Linked DNA regions of Mus musculus: regions 2 and 3 are each linked to region 1. The links are chromatin contacts, called in public HiChIP or PLAC-seq maps. All regions are on one chromosome and are shown on one strand. Each heading gives the region's core, a stretch centred on a gene start, on an enhancer-like site or on the middle of the called end of the contact. The rest is flanking DNA. Distances are from core to core; before and after follow the strand shown.

Region 1 (4,166 bases), core at 732-3,231:
CAGGCAGGCATGGTGCAGGAAGAGCTGAGAGTTCTGTCTTCATCCAAAGGCTGCTAGTGGAAGACTGACTTCCAGGCAACTAGGGTGAGGATCTTATGCCCACACCCACAGTGACACACCCATTCCAACCAGGTCACACCTATTCCAACAAGGCCACACCTCCAGATGGTGCCTCTCCCTGGTCCAAGGATATACAAAACCTCACACTGGGAGAACACCATACTAGCTGAACTGCACCATCAGTGGGTGTGTCAGGATCTCACAGTTAGAATTCTACTCTCTTGTCCTGGTCTCCTTCACCCAACATGAACAGTGTCAGCCACAGGCTACTCAAAAGTCAGAAAATGTGTCAAGACAAGACACACCGTATTGTCTCTTGCAGGCTAGTCAATTCTGAGACAAAAAAAAAAAAAAAAAAAAAACCACACACACACACAAAAATAACTCTTTTCTAGACATAATAAAACATCACTCCCCGTTGCTCTTCCTCAGCATCGGCTCTTAGATACCTTCACGAAAACAGAATCATCCATCGAGACCTGAAGCCAGAAAACATCGTTCTGCAGCAAGGAGAGAAAAGAGTGAGTGGCGTCCCCGGGTCTCAGAGCATCTCAAGGGCCATGTGGGCTGCTCTGGCACACATGAAAGGGATGTGTGTGCTTTGGAAGCTGCCTGTTTCTGTATTTCCCTGAGGCACTCTGGTTCTCTTAAGAACCTTTTTTTTTTCTTTCTTTTGTTTTTCTTGAAACAGCAGTGCAAGCAGATTGAGGCAAGCTTAGAAGTATAACATTGGAGTTTTATTTTCATCTTTATTTTCTCCAGCTCTGAATGTAGTACATTGTTAACTGGCTAAGTCAGAGGAACCTGATAAGGGACACAATGTTTGTTAATTCATGTCCACCCTCAACCTAACACGTCTTGGAAAGAGACTTTTTTCCCGTTTGACTTGTGAGCCTCATCTTTTGGTGAGCTGAAATGAGCTGACGTTGGCTGTGGATATGGCCGAGAAGAGACACGAAGAGCCGGCATCGGCCCATCTTGGACATGGTCCAGCTTGCCATCGCACACGAACTATCTGTAGCCCTTCTTCTCAATGGCTGCCCTACTCAAGTGTGATCATAGCCTCTCCATGGGCTTGGATGCTGTAGTTTTCCCAGCTCTGTTCAGCCAGGAGTCAGCCTCCCTCACAATTCCCAGCCCAGCCCGTGACTGTGGCAGGCTCATGGAGCTATCATCCTTCCAGTAATCCTGGATATCTCCTGAGCAGGGGCTGGCCTGGCCTCTCACATTGCCAATCCAGGCTTAGTGATCCTGAGGGATGATATGTAGGTTCTTAATTGATTGGTGGCAGACCAAGAAAAGTATCTGCCCAACATTTATAGTGCCCCAAATCTACTATGCTGAGGGTACTCTCCCGTGAATGCTGTGGCTCTAAGATGTTTAGGGACCAGTGTCCTTTGGGAACTCAGGAATGTCTTTGCTCCGATGGCAAACTGCCTTCTTACAGCCTTCAGATTTCTTCTCCCCACCCCTCCCCTCCCTTCTTTTTTCCAGTTAATACACAAAATTATTGATCTAGGATATGCCAAGGAGCTGGATCAGGGCAGTCTGTGCACGTCATTTGTGGGGACTCTGCAATACCTGGTAAGAAATGGGGCTCCAGTGTTTGCTTCTCTGATCGCTGATATTTGTATTTGTGGGTCTGTCTGTCCTTCCTACCTGTGTCTCAGTCTTGCCGGCTCCATGGATATTTAGAATTGGTAATTTACTTGTGAATGTCTTGTGCCCTCTGGAAAGACTGTTGTGAGAAGGGCTGTGTCTGTGTGCCTTTAGGAAGAGCCTGGAACCTCTGTGTGCCACGGGGTCTTATCTGATCATCTGTAGAGGCTGAGTTTCTTGGAGGGTCTCGGGAGCCAGGGAGGAAGAGGTGGGGCTGTGATTTCCCTTCTGTGTGTCATGGGGTCTGAATAATGGAATATTATCTGAGCGACTCATTCATCAGGAATATCATGTGCCAGAGATTGTACTCAGAGCTGGTATTACAACAGGAAGAGAGAGAAACATTTTCAGATCATCAAGCGCTTGGCATTTGAGGAAAAACTAAAGAAAACAGACATTTGTTACCGTGATACACAGATAATACAGAAAACACCATTGTCTTGGGTACCACTGATTAAAAACAAAAAAATGCGCATTGTGTCTAAGGATGTATACAGGGAGCACCTAACTAAGTCTCGGCCTAAAGGCAAAGGGCTAAAGTGGGAGTCGGCTGTGGAAGGAAGGGAGAGGCGATGCCGGCAGAAGTGTAGTAGATCTCCTTGGCATATCCTATTGGATATGCCATTGGAAGATGTAGTCGGGTGGCAGACAGGGGCTCAGAAAACAAAGACAGTGTCTGGAGGTGAAACTGGGGAGAAAAAAGGGGCAGATTATTGCCATCTTTTTAAAACTGGCCTTAAAAGTTTTAAACTGTGTTGTAAAAACCCTGGAATAGCATTGAAGGGCCTCACACTGGAGAAGCTAGCCTCGAAGGATGACGAGGAGAGGAATTGTACCCAACAGGAGAACCTCGACACCTGCACATCTGCTCGAGGAGAGGAGAGAGGTAGAGAGCGACTAAACTCAGGAAGTGCTCACCAGGCTGGGACACTGCGTTACACACCCGTCATCTCAGCACTTACCTACAACCCAAGTACTTGGATGGTAGAGGCAAGAAAAGAACAGGCTTGGGGCTAGCCTGGACTACACAGTGAGATCCCATCTTTAAAAAAAAAAAGTCAGGGGTGGCAGTAGATAACAGAGACTCTAAGGAAGACTTAGTAGTAGCTCACTTACGGGTGATAACAGCCATCAGCCTGTGATTGAATGGTAGAATCTGCAGTTCCGTGAACGGAAACAGGTCAGATTCTCAGGGCTGAATGAGCTTCAGCATCCTATTTCTTAAGGAAGAAATTATGCTGTTTTCCTGAATCCAGTCGTGTTTCCCACCCAGCCTACCAACTAGCGTACTCGGTTCCCTGTTCCTCTCCTACTGTATGGATGCAGCTTTCTCAACAGTGACCACAGTGACATTATTCAGGCCTTGTCTCCATATGATGTAATTATCTACTTCCTGCTGTGTACCCTCTGGGGTCCAATGTAGCTCAGCATCAATTAAGTGACGTGAACCCATGCTCTAACCGTCACGGACGAATGCTTGCCTGGCTCCTGGGACTTGAGGGCTGGCAAGAGAATGAAGCCACGGCTGACTGACAGGCACCTCTGAAGCTCCCTGCGTTATAGCAGAGAGGCAAGGTTATTCACTGAACAAGGAGGTGGGGTCTCGGAGATGGGTTTGGGTCTAGCCAATCTTCATAGGAGTCTCGATGGAGAGGAGCGGTCTCTGAGCTGTCAGTGTTGGGGGGGGGGGCTGTAATATACCTTTCCTGCACACACTTTCAGCAGTCATGCATGGACCCCCTAGGAAAGCTCTGCCATCTCTGATCCTTACCGCTGTGGGCAGGGCTTTGCCATTTCCCCGTGGGCCTGAGGCTGTGGTCCTTGACACGGCAGTGCCCACGTCAGCAGCACACATTCACTCAGATTTCCTCTGTGTCCCACTCAAGACGCTGAGTGAAGCTGTCCACATGTCAGCCGCGGCCATGTCTAGAGACTGAGCTAAATTTTTGTCCAAATCTCTCTTGCTTTTGACTCCCTGGCCCTTCTGTGAGTCTTGCCTGCCCATGTAGATCATGTATGGTCTTTTTCCTGCTCATGGTCCTTTCTGGGATGTTTCTTTCTGTGTGTTTCCTTCAAGCTTTTGGAGCCCAGATTATGGCCTGCCTGGCTTCATCACCCTCCTGGGTCACTCTAGCTCTCTTAGCCTGGGCGACAATCGTGCATCTTGGTTCTTTACTGCTTGACCGTAAATTTCCCATCTCATTGTATGGCTATATGTTAGCTGACTCAGGGTTCCTTGGTCCAATATATGTTCTATACATTTGGTGTGTACAAGCTGATGTCCTTTTGTCTGCTGGACATGGCTTATCTCTCCATCTCTATACAACACCCATGAACTGGGTACTACATGAAATCTTCACTAAGTCCTTTAAATACCACCTCAATTTTAAATGGGGAAAAAATTAAATAACTGTGAAATGCGTAATTGATTGACTCTGCTCTACTTT
Region 2 (4,166 bases), core at 741-3,240, 88 kb after region 1:
GTTTACAGAAAGCTCTGGGTGTGCTATGGTTGAGCCACACCAGAATAAGGGTTTTCCAGTGCACAGTCCTGGGGTTCTAAATGTGAGCAAATATCCTGCAACAACTCATGGATCAGTGCCTCTTTCAGTCATCATCAGAGAAGCTTCCCCCTGCAGTGGATGGGAACTAACACAGAGACTCACAACTGGACAATGTTCAGAGGGTGAGAGACCTGGGAACACTCAGTCCTAAATGGGATGTCTCCATCAAATTTCTCCCCTCAGGGCTCAGGCAACTGGAAGAGAAGTGGAAAGATTGTAAGAACCAGAGGGGTTGGGGGATGATACCAAGGAAACAGTGTCTTCTAGACACAACAGGGCTGAGTTGTGTAAGTGATGGTAGAGAAACTACTGAACTACAGGGTCAAGTCAGGTGGTGCTTCCAAGTGGACACAAGCTTCCATCCGTAACAGGAAACTATCTCTAATTGGCATCCACTTGCAAAGAAAACAAAATGGTTTTCTTCAATGGAGTCTCCATGCCCAGCCATAGAGGGACAACACAAAATGAACTCAATGATTCTGACTTTGGGCCTTTTGTTTTGTTTTACTTGTGTTTTGTGTGTATGTTATGGACTCTGTGTTTATGTGTCTACTCTCCTCGTACTTCCTCTTTATTATTTTTCTTTTTTTAAGTTCTGGTTTGTTTGACTATTTGTATTCTAAAGAGAGAAATAAAGAAGGCATGGAGTCAGGTGGTTGGGGGAATCTGGGAGGAGCTGGGGGTGGGGAAACATGACCGGGATATAGTGTATGAAAAATTATTTTCAATAAAAAGAGTTAGCGGTAGAAACATCAACAAATATTTCCAAAAAGGCCATTTGTACATAACCAAGGCACAGTACCCTCAGATTCTACGTTGCTCTAGTACTAGTGTACTAGTGTAGTTTACTCAAATCTCCTCAGTTGCTTGGTTGTGTTCAATAGCCCTTTTGTTTTATCCACAGTCCAACTGAGACTCACAAAAACACTTTAGCATTACATCTTTTTGTTCTTAAACCCTTTTCTTCATCTTTCATGACATTGAAGATTGAGCAGTTGCTTCGCAGAACGTCCCTTAATTTGGATTTGCTTTCTCGCCCATAGACAAATTACATGCTTTGTTAAGAATACTGACTCGTGGGCTGGAGAGATGGCTCAGCCGTTAAAGGCTAGGTTCACAACCAAGAATATAAGAATATCGACTTGTGTCCCTTTCTGTGAATGACAGGGCACCTGAAGTTAGCTTTAGTCACTTGGTGAAGGCGATTTTCTGGCTGTGAAGGTCCTTTCCTCTTCAGTAAATAATCCGCGGAGTGAGTGAGTCCTGGGAACCATCGGGATCTCCTTAACCGTTTGCTGGGGAATCGGTTGTCACTAAGGTGGCTCTAAAGCAGTGGTGTGTTCCTTGCACAATTCCTGCGACATTGATTTCTCTTCTAAGAAGAGCTCTCTCTCCATCCTCTCTCTCTCTTGAATTAACTTGCATGCTCTAGAAGCCCGCAGTCGCCTAACCTCTAGGGCCTGGGTTTTCTCTCATCGTTCCAACTGAGAAGACTCACATTTTAAAATTACAGTTGACCTGGGACGAAGTTCCCATAAAGACCTGCAAGTCATCCACCATAGAGAGGGTGGCAGGGTCTGGGAGCGACACTCTGGCTGGCAGCTCGCGTCCGCAGAGCCCGCCCTGGGTCTCTGCTGGCGCCCTGCCCGCCCGCGCCCCTTCAGGGGACAGTAGCTACGGCTTTGGCACATTCTCGCGAGAGCCGCGCCTCCCGGCCCAGCAAAGGTCCTCAAAGGCCTTTCGGCCATTTCCACACCACCCCGCGCCGGTCACCCGCCAGCAGGGCCCCCACTGCGCCCGCGCACTCGCCCGCGCACGCGCAGCCGGACAGTTGGCCTAGGCGCCCGCCGCGGGGCCCCTTGCACGTCTGGTCTGAGGCGCGGCGCCGCGCCGCGCGCACTCGCGCTGGGGGACGACGGGCGCGCAGGCGCACAGGCGCGGCGGGGGAGCGAGGTCGCGCAGGCGCAGACGGCGTTGGTTCGAGAAGACCTTCAGCGTTGCCTTGGTGGAGCGGGACGGGCCCACCCTCGGGTTGTAGGTGAGGCGACCGCTGCCGCGGGCCGGGTGGGCGGATGGCCGGCGGGCCTGAGGAGCCGGCCGAGGCCACGGAGGAGGAGCTGAGGGGCGCCGACCTAGGGCGAGGCGAGGCAGGGGAGACTCCGCTGCCCGGACCCTGTTGGTCGCCTGAGGGCGGGAGTCGCCGCCCTGGGCCGGCCGCGACCTTCCGCCGCACCCGGCGTGCGCACTGGCGGTCTGCCCGGGGCCAGGCTGGAAGGCGGGCGGTTTCTAGAGAGGACGAGTCCCGGAACCCCAAACCTACACCCGACCCTGTCCTCACCCCGCTGTCTGGTGTGTCCAGCACTTGTCAGGCGTGTCTTGCACTCCCGACGGCCGAAGGGTGGATGCTCTTCATGCATCTTAAAAAGCAGAAACAAGGAACAAAAGAGAAGCTGTCTCCTCTAGTTAGTGCCTTTTGTCGTCCTCTCAGGCTCTAATGCAGCCTCAGGGCATGGTGCATAGCTGTCTTGTAGCGCTAAGATGATTGTGAGGTTGTAGCTTGACTCTCGAGTAACATGGAGTCCGGGTTTTCTCGATTTTTTTGCTTGATCATACCAGCAGTGCATTTCCCATTAGAATCATGGGTCCGAGTAAGGGACAGTTTGGGCATGAACGACTTCAGTTATCCACTTGACTTTTGCAAAGTGATGATTTTTGAGAAACAGTGGATCAAAAACGCTAAACGCAGCTTGTAAATAGCACTTAGACATTTCGACCACCTTGGTTTATTTTCTCCCTGATCAGTATGAAAACCTAAAACTGTATAAACGTTTCTGTCTGAATACGTAAGACCTGTGTTTCCTCCCTCCTAGAATGATGGCAAAAGATTTACATTACTACCGGGACTGTAAAATTACCCTGCTAGTGGACTCCAAACTCTGTAACATAGAGCAGAATTTTATTATAGATTGATGTAGAACATCAATACCACTCATTTGCCTTGACTCCTTAACTTTTCCTTTTGATTGATGCCTTGGATAAAACCCGTGGCATCAATTATAGATCCTCTTCTATGTAAGATAAGTGCTTTACCCATACGCCATCCCCATTTCTCTATAAATTTTGGGTGTGTGTGTGAACTTGTTTATGTGGTGTATGTACACGTTTGTGTGCACATCCGTATGCATGTGGAGTCCAGTGGTTGATGTTGGGTATAGGTCTCCTCACTGAACTGAGAAGTCTTCCTGTCTCCGCACTTTCCCTACCCCAGTGCTGTGTGGGTCCTCATATGCAGTTCCTCATGCTTGTGTGACAGACACTTTGCCAATTGAGCCATCTCCTTTGCCCCGACTTTATATATGTTTTTTTTGTATGCTCTTTCCTCTTAACTTTATATCATAGTGTGTGCATGTGACAGGTACAAATTTTCAATGACTTTCCAGTTAGGACATAAGTCTTGCTGAATATGGTGGCACACAGCTATAATCCTAGCTCCCCGGAAGCTAAGGACTATCATATGTTGAGAGAGGTCAACCTTGCTACACAGTAAGTTTGAGGTGAGCCTGGGCTATAAACCAAGGCCCTGTTTATTTATAGGCAAAAGCCTAGCAGGAATTGGATTAAGAGTTGGACTGACTGAGTATAAATATACAGGGTAGTTATTTAAATGATTTGCAAAGTGTCCATAGTTCAGGCATAGTGATCGTAACTGGAAGATGTGTTCAACCTGTTGATCTGACACAACTTCATCTACAAAGTTCATGGTCAACAACTTTGTCATCTATTAAGGTCACGCAGTCAGGCTTTTTTTTTTAATTTTTATTTTTATTCAGAGTCTCATTATGTAGCACCTCTAGCTTGCTTCAGATGTACAAATTGTGTCTGCCTCTGCCTCTGAGTGCTGGGGTTGAAGTCACGTTTCCCCATATCCACCCTGTGTTTTGTTTGTCTTTATTCATGTATATATTTCATGTGTGTTGCACACTTGCGCTTGTGCACGCTTTTGCTTCTTCTGCCCCTGTGTGCCGGTCAGAGGATGACTTAGGGGAGTTGGTTCAACCAACCATGTGTTCTGGCATCAGAATCAG
Region 3 (4,166 bases), core at 499-2,998, 76 kb before region 1:
GAGACAATAGATGCACAGCTGCCAGAACTCAGATTGCACTGTTTCAGCTCAGACCACCAAAGGCTCCCACTCACAGAGACCTGGTGTCTCGGGATGTGTGTGAACTTTACACTGTGAATGGCGTTAAGTCTATTAACTGTGGCTGATAAGCCGTGTTTGCAGCCTCCACCATTAGATGGAGGACGAGCACATGTGTTTTCACCTTACAACCCTCACACCAGTCTTTCCAGTCCACGAGCCTGGCAGGCAACTCTGAGTCACTCTCTGGCTTTGGCCGAGCACCCTGCTCAGTGAGCAGTCTTGATGTGTGCAGCTTCAGTCCCCAAAGCCTTAGCGGAAATATAGATGTTCCTCTGCTCCTCCCGGCTGCATCAAGCATCCTGGGTCTGGGAGAGAGCAGGCCAGCTGCTGTAGAACTCACAGGAGACTTTCCAAATAATCTGGGGGTGTCCTGGAAACTCCGTCCTAATCCAGTTGGTCCGGGGTGGGGGGGTGCAGCTAGTACTGCCCCTGCCAGGATACAGGCTGGCTCTCCTAAAAACACTTTAGGTGGATTGAACAGGATGGTCAGAGGGACTGTTTACATTATAGTGTTTCCAGTATCTGGTCTGGGGCTGAATATTATTTAACCCTCACTGGCTGTGCCCACTCTACCTTCCACTGACCTGCATAGATTTGTTCTGGACAGGCCACGTCTGGATCTCAGTGAAAATCCCTAGCTGTATTTTTCTGTAAGTGTACTCCAGTTGTATTTGTGACGCGCTCGCAGGATTGTTAAATATCCACCACCACAACAGACACACGTTTTTTGTATATGCCCCTGCCCCATTATCAGCTGCGGAAGACCACGGCATCATTCTAAGCTGGCCATCAAATTAAAGCATTGCTACTGCTTTTCTTTGCACTGAAGCTTCGTCCTTAGTTATCTTGGAGCGCTGCATACTTTCCTCCCACGCCCACACCATCTCTCCCTCCCCCCACTCCATCCATCCTCCCGCTGTTTCTGTGAGGTTAAGAAAACAAAGGTCCTGAAGGAATCCAGAGAGCCTTTAGACTCTTCCAGCTGCAGCATGAAAAAGCAAACACATCTGTGCTTGATGTCCAAGGGTGAGATTGACTGGAAGAACGGAAGAGAGGATGCGATGAACTCCCGAGAGACGAGAGGTTTTGCATCCTGACTCCCACTAGTAATGAGAGGTTCCTAAAAATCTCAGCTTCTCTCTGCCAGCCTAGTTAATCATGCTGCCCAGGCAAAATGCCCCCTCCTTGATGCCCAGCCTGTTTTTTAGTGTGTTCCTTGGTCAGAAGGTAGCCATACAACTCTGGCTTCTCAGCTCAGGAAGGCAGCTGAATCTAGTTACTGCCCGTTAGTGCTGCTCCCATTGTCTGTTGAAAGAACCGGAGTCATTCTGTTTGCTTTCTCCCCTGTGCAAGCAAAACTTCTGCAAGAGACACCTCTCTCCCATTCTCTCCCTCTCACCTCAGCTTACCCAGGGTCATTGCAAAGAACCCTGGATGATGCTGGCTGGTCCTCTGTCTGTGCTTCCATTAAGCATCCCTTCACTGGCTCAGTTTGCCCCCAAAGACTTTAAAGGGACAGAAGAAGAGTCAGCTGTTAGATACCGGCAGAAATTAACTTACCGAGAGTGCTTGCTTCTTTCCCACTCTTGCAGGGGCCTCTCCTTGACGCTGAGCTCTTGAGTTCCTGCAGGCTCTGTCTCCCTGAACAGCTCCAGCCAATTTGAAGGATGAAGAAGGGGTGGGGCCAGAGGTGTGGGCGGGGTTTCTCCTCTGCTGGTGGGTGGACTGAGGAGCCAATGGAGCAGCCGGTGTCTCTAAGGAGGGGGAGGAAGTGCGCGCGGAGGAGCACAGCCAGTCTTGGCTTGCCGCCAGTTTGATTATTCACCGTACTGATGTCATCGAATCACAGGAATTTTCAGAGTTGGAGGGGACTTAAGACTCATCCTGTTTTAAAACCCCGGTCTCAAAGGCCTAAAAGGAACTGTAAGGATCTGCTGCTCTAAGCTCCTGTCTTGACCCATGAGTTTATAGTTCTAAACAGCCCCGCCCAGTTGGGGATGGGGGAGAGGTCTTCTGGAATTTGAAGCAACTACCCCTCAGGACACGTGGGCAATTAATTGGCCGGGCAGATGATGATAAGCTGGGTTGGGTGTGACTGGAGATAGAACGCACATGACTTTTGGTGCGCTCCCTACCTCTGACCTGCTCTCCTAGACTGAGGTGCTTCTCTGCGGCATCTCAGCAGAGATCTCTCAGAGAATTGAGAAAAGTGGGGAAATGGGCAGGTCTCTCAGCCTCAGCACCCTGAAATTCTATCCTAAGCCATCCTTCTTCTAAGCCCCACACCCCGGAGGCAGACAATAAAAGCTCCTGAAAACTACTATTCTGATGACCCTTTCACAACCTACCAAAGCCTCGGCAGTCTCGGGGCACCAGGTCACCCAAAATTCCAGTTTAGTCTTCATCTGCAGCTGCTTGCACATCAGAGGGGTGGGCGAGTGGCCTCTGTCAATCTCGGCTGGCGTGGAGCTGAGAGGAGGGTTTCTCAGTAATCACAGGTGCCCTGAGTTTTGCTAAATGCACACTCCCCTCCATAAACACACACACACACACACACACACACACACACACACACACACATCCTCCGAAACCCCAGCTTTTGTGTTTCTACCACCTGTGAGTCTGTTTCCCCTGTCAGACTCCGGGGGGTGGGGGTGGGGGGGGGTGGGAAGCAAGACTGAAGAGCCAGAAATACAAATGGGAAGCTGATACCATAACAATGGGAACTTTGATTTTAGTCAAAGGATTGCAGGGGGGTGGGGTGGGGGGAGTGAAAATAAATCTTAATGATATCACATCCTGGGAAACTTGCCTAGGAGCCCTTTGCTCCAAAGGGCTCCAAGTACAATAACTTGGGGGCAGATGGATAAGAAAATGAAGTGCTGAAGAAAGAGTTCCTAAGGCTAGCTTCTGCAATGGGGGTCCTCTCTGTAGTGTGTGTCACCTGTGGGGGCAGAGAGTTGGCTTAATGATCCCTTTGTTGGGGGCAATGGAAGTGGACAGCTGACGAGGTATCAGGACAAAAACCATGATGAGAAAACTAATTAAGAAGTGATGTGATTCCCAGGATAGCCCAAGGAAAGAGAAGTGGGCAAGAAGCTGACAACACAGCTATTAACCAGGAGGCAGGTGCTCTGTGTACAGACTAAAAGCATCTCCTTTAAAAGGGGATCAGCTTTTAAGGACAAATGAGGTAAATATCCAGATGGCATTATTGGGAATACACTGCTGGGATGTAGGGACTCCTCATGCATGCCATGGCTGGTCCTGCCCTGAAATTAGACCCTATTAAGGCCCAAGGCTCATAGACCTGCATCTCCCTGCCCCATTTCTCCCCGAGGACACAGGGATGGGCTATTAACAAATGCTGAGGTGGTGAGGGACTTTTCTTTGTGAGGGACTTGACCAGAGGACACCCCTCATCTCATACTTCTGGAAGTTACCCCAGTTGAATTCACTGTTTAGTTCTCCAGGCTAGACCCATGGAATTGTTTCCTTTGTCTGTTCTCAGTCTAGAGTTAACAGACGTTCGCTCATATCCGCTTAGAAGTAGTAAAGGCAGCATATACTGTCCAGGCCTTCATCTGCACTGGAGACTTACACTGGCTAGCTGGACCAGGTGGGTGAATTGCAGGCTCATGCACTCCCTGAGGAAAAAAATGGATAGGACAAAGCAAAGTCCTCTTGGAGATGGTGATAGCTATGAAGAATCGCTTACCAGACTGTACAAGAGGGATTTGCACTATTCTAACAAATCGTTCGAAGTGATGAAAATGAAAAGTTAAAAATCAGGCAATTCTCCTGGAGCAGACTTCTGAAATTTTAACCTAATAACAATAAGTTTTAAAATTCCACACATGATTATAAAACCTTGGGTTCTGTTTGTTTGTTTGTTTGCTTGCTTGCTTGTTTTGGAACTATGTAACTCAGGCTGACCTTGAACTCCAAGAATGCACCATCCAGAAGCCTGGTCTAAACCATTGTTTTGATCATGTGACACTGAAGATAATTTAGATGCTCAAAAATAGAGGAGTATTGGCATTCGACATATCAGCATAGTACAGTATTGTATGGTCTGAGGATGA

What was found. HiChIP or PLAC-seq counts read pairs in DNA pulled down with a chosen protein or histone mark.
Region 2: a CTCF HiChIP or PLAC-seq map of the NIH/3T3 cell line shows a contact between it and region 1, with 9 read pairs. The contact joins the promoter of Vdac3 here to the enhancer-like site in region 1. A contact is called at or near these places in 1 of 39 promoter capture datasets (macrophages), 1 of 15 datasets of contacts at CTCF or cohesin (the NIH/3T3 cell line), 1 of 484 Hi-C or Micro-C datasets (CD8 T cells), 2 of 115 datasets of contacts at active chromatin or transcription factors (the 230-238 cell line and embryonic stem cells) and 3 of 9 other capture datasets (adipose tissue, liver and pancreatic islet).
Region 3: a contact with region 1 is called in an H3K27ac HiChIP or PLAC-seq map of embryonic fibroblasts, with 15 read pairs. The contact joins the promoter of Plat here to the enhancer-like site in region 1. A contact is called at or near these places in 9 of 39 promoter capture datasets (the 3T3-L1 cell line, the C10 cell line, embryonic stem cells and 3 more), 1 of 15 datasets of contacts at CTCF or cohesin (the NIH/3T3 cell line), 13 of 484 Hi-C or Micro-C datasets (the AML12 cell line, B cells, the C2C12 cell line and 5 more), 6 of 115 datasets of contacts at active chromatin or transcription factors (bone marrow-derived macrophages, double positive thymocytes, embryonic fibroblasts and 3 more) and 3 of 9 other capture datasets (adipose tissue, embryonic stem cells and liver).

What each region holds. Positions count from the first base shown.
Region 1 is chr8:22,679,141-22,683,306 of GRCm38.p6, reverse strand. It overlaps Ikbkb (inhibitor of kappaB kinase beta), which reads left to right. Exons shown (of 22, transcript NM_001159774.1): 6 at 493-581; 7 at 1,555-1,644. Among named protein-coding and RNA genes, the nearest start is that of Ikbkb, 25 kb to the left of the region's middle. Within about 2 kb of position 1,981, at least 15 of the 459 cell types and tissues checked have an H3K27ac peak or open chromatin away from gene starts, as enhancers often do. A contact at or near this core is called in the 230-238 cell line, the NIH/3T3 cell line, embryonic fibroblasts and 1 more, where this site is marked.
Region 2 is chr8:22,591,637-22,595,802 of GRCm38.p6, reverse strand. It overlaps Vdac3 (voltage-dependent anion channel 3), which reads left to right and starts at 1,990. Exons shown (of 9, transcript NM_011696.2): 1 at 1,990-2,119.
Region 3 is chr8:22,755,304-22,759,469 of GRCm38.p6, reverse strand. It overlaps Plat (plasminogen activator, tissue), which reads right to left and starts at 1,748. Exons shown (of 14, transcript NM_008872.3): 1 at 1,642-1,748.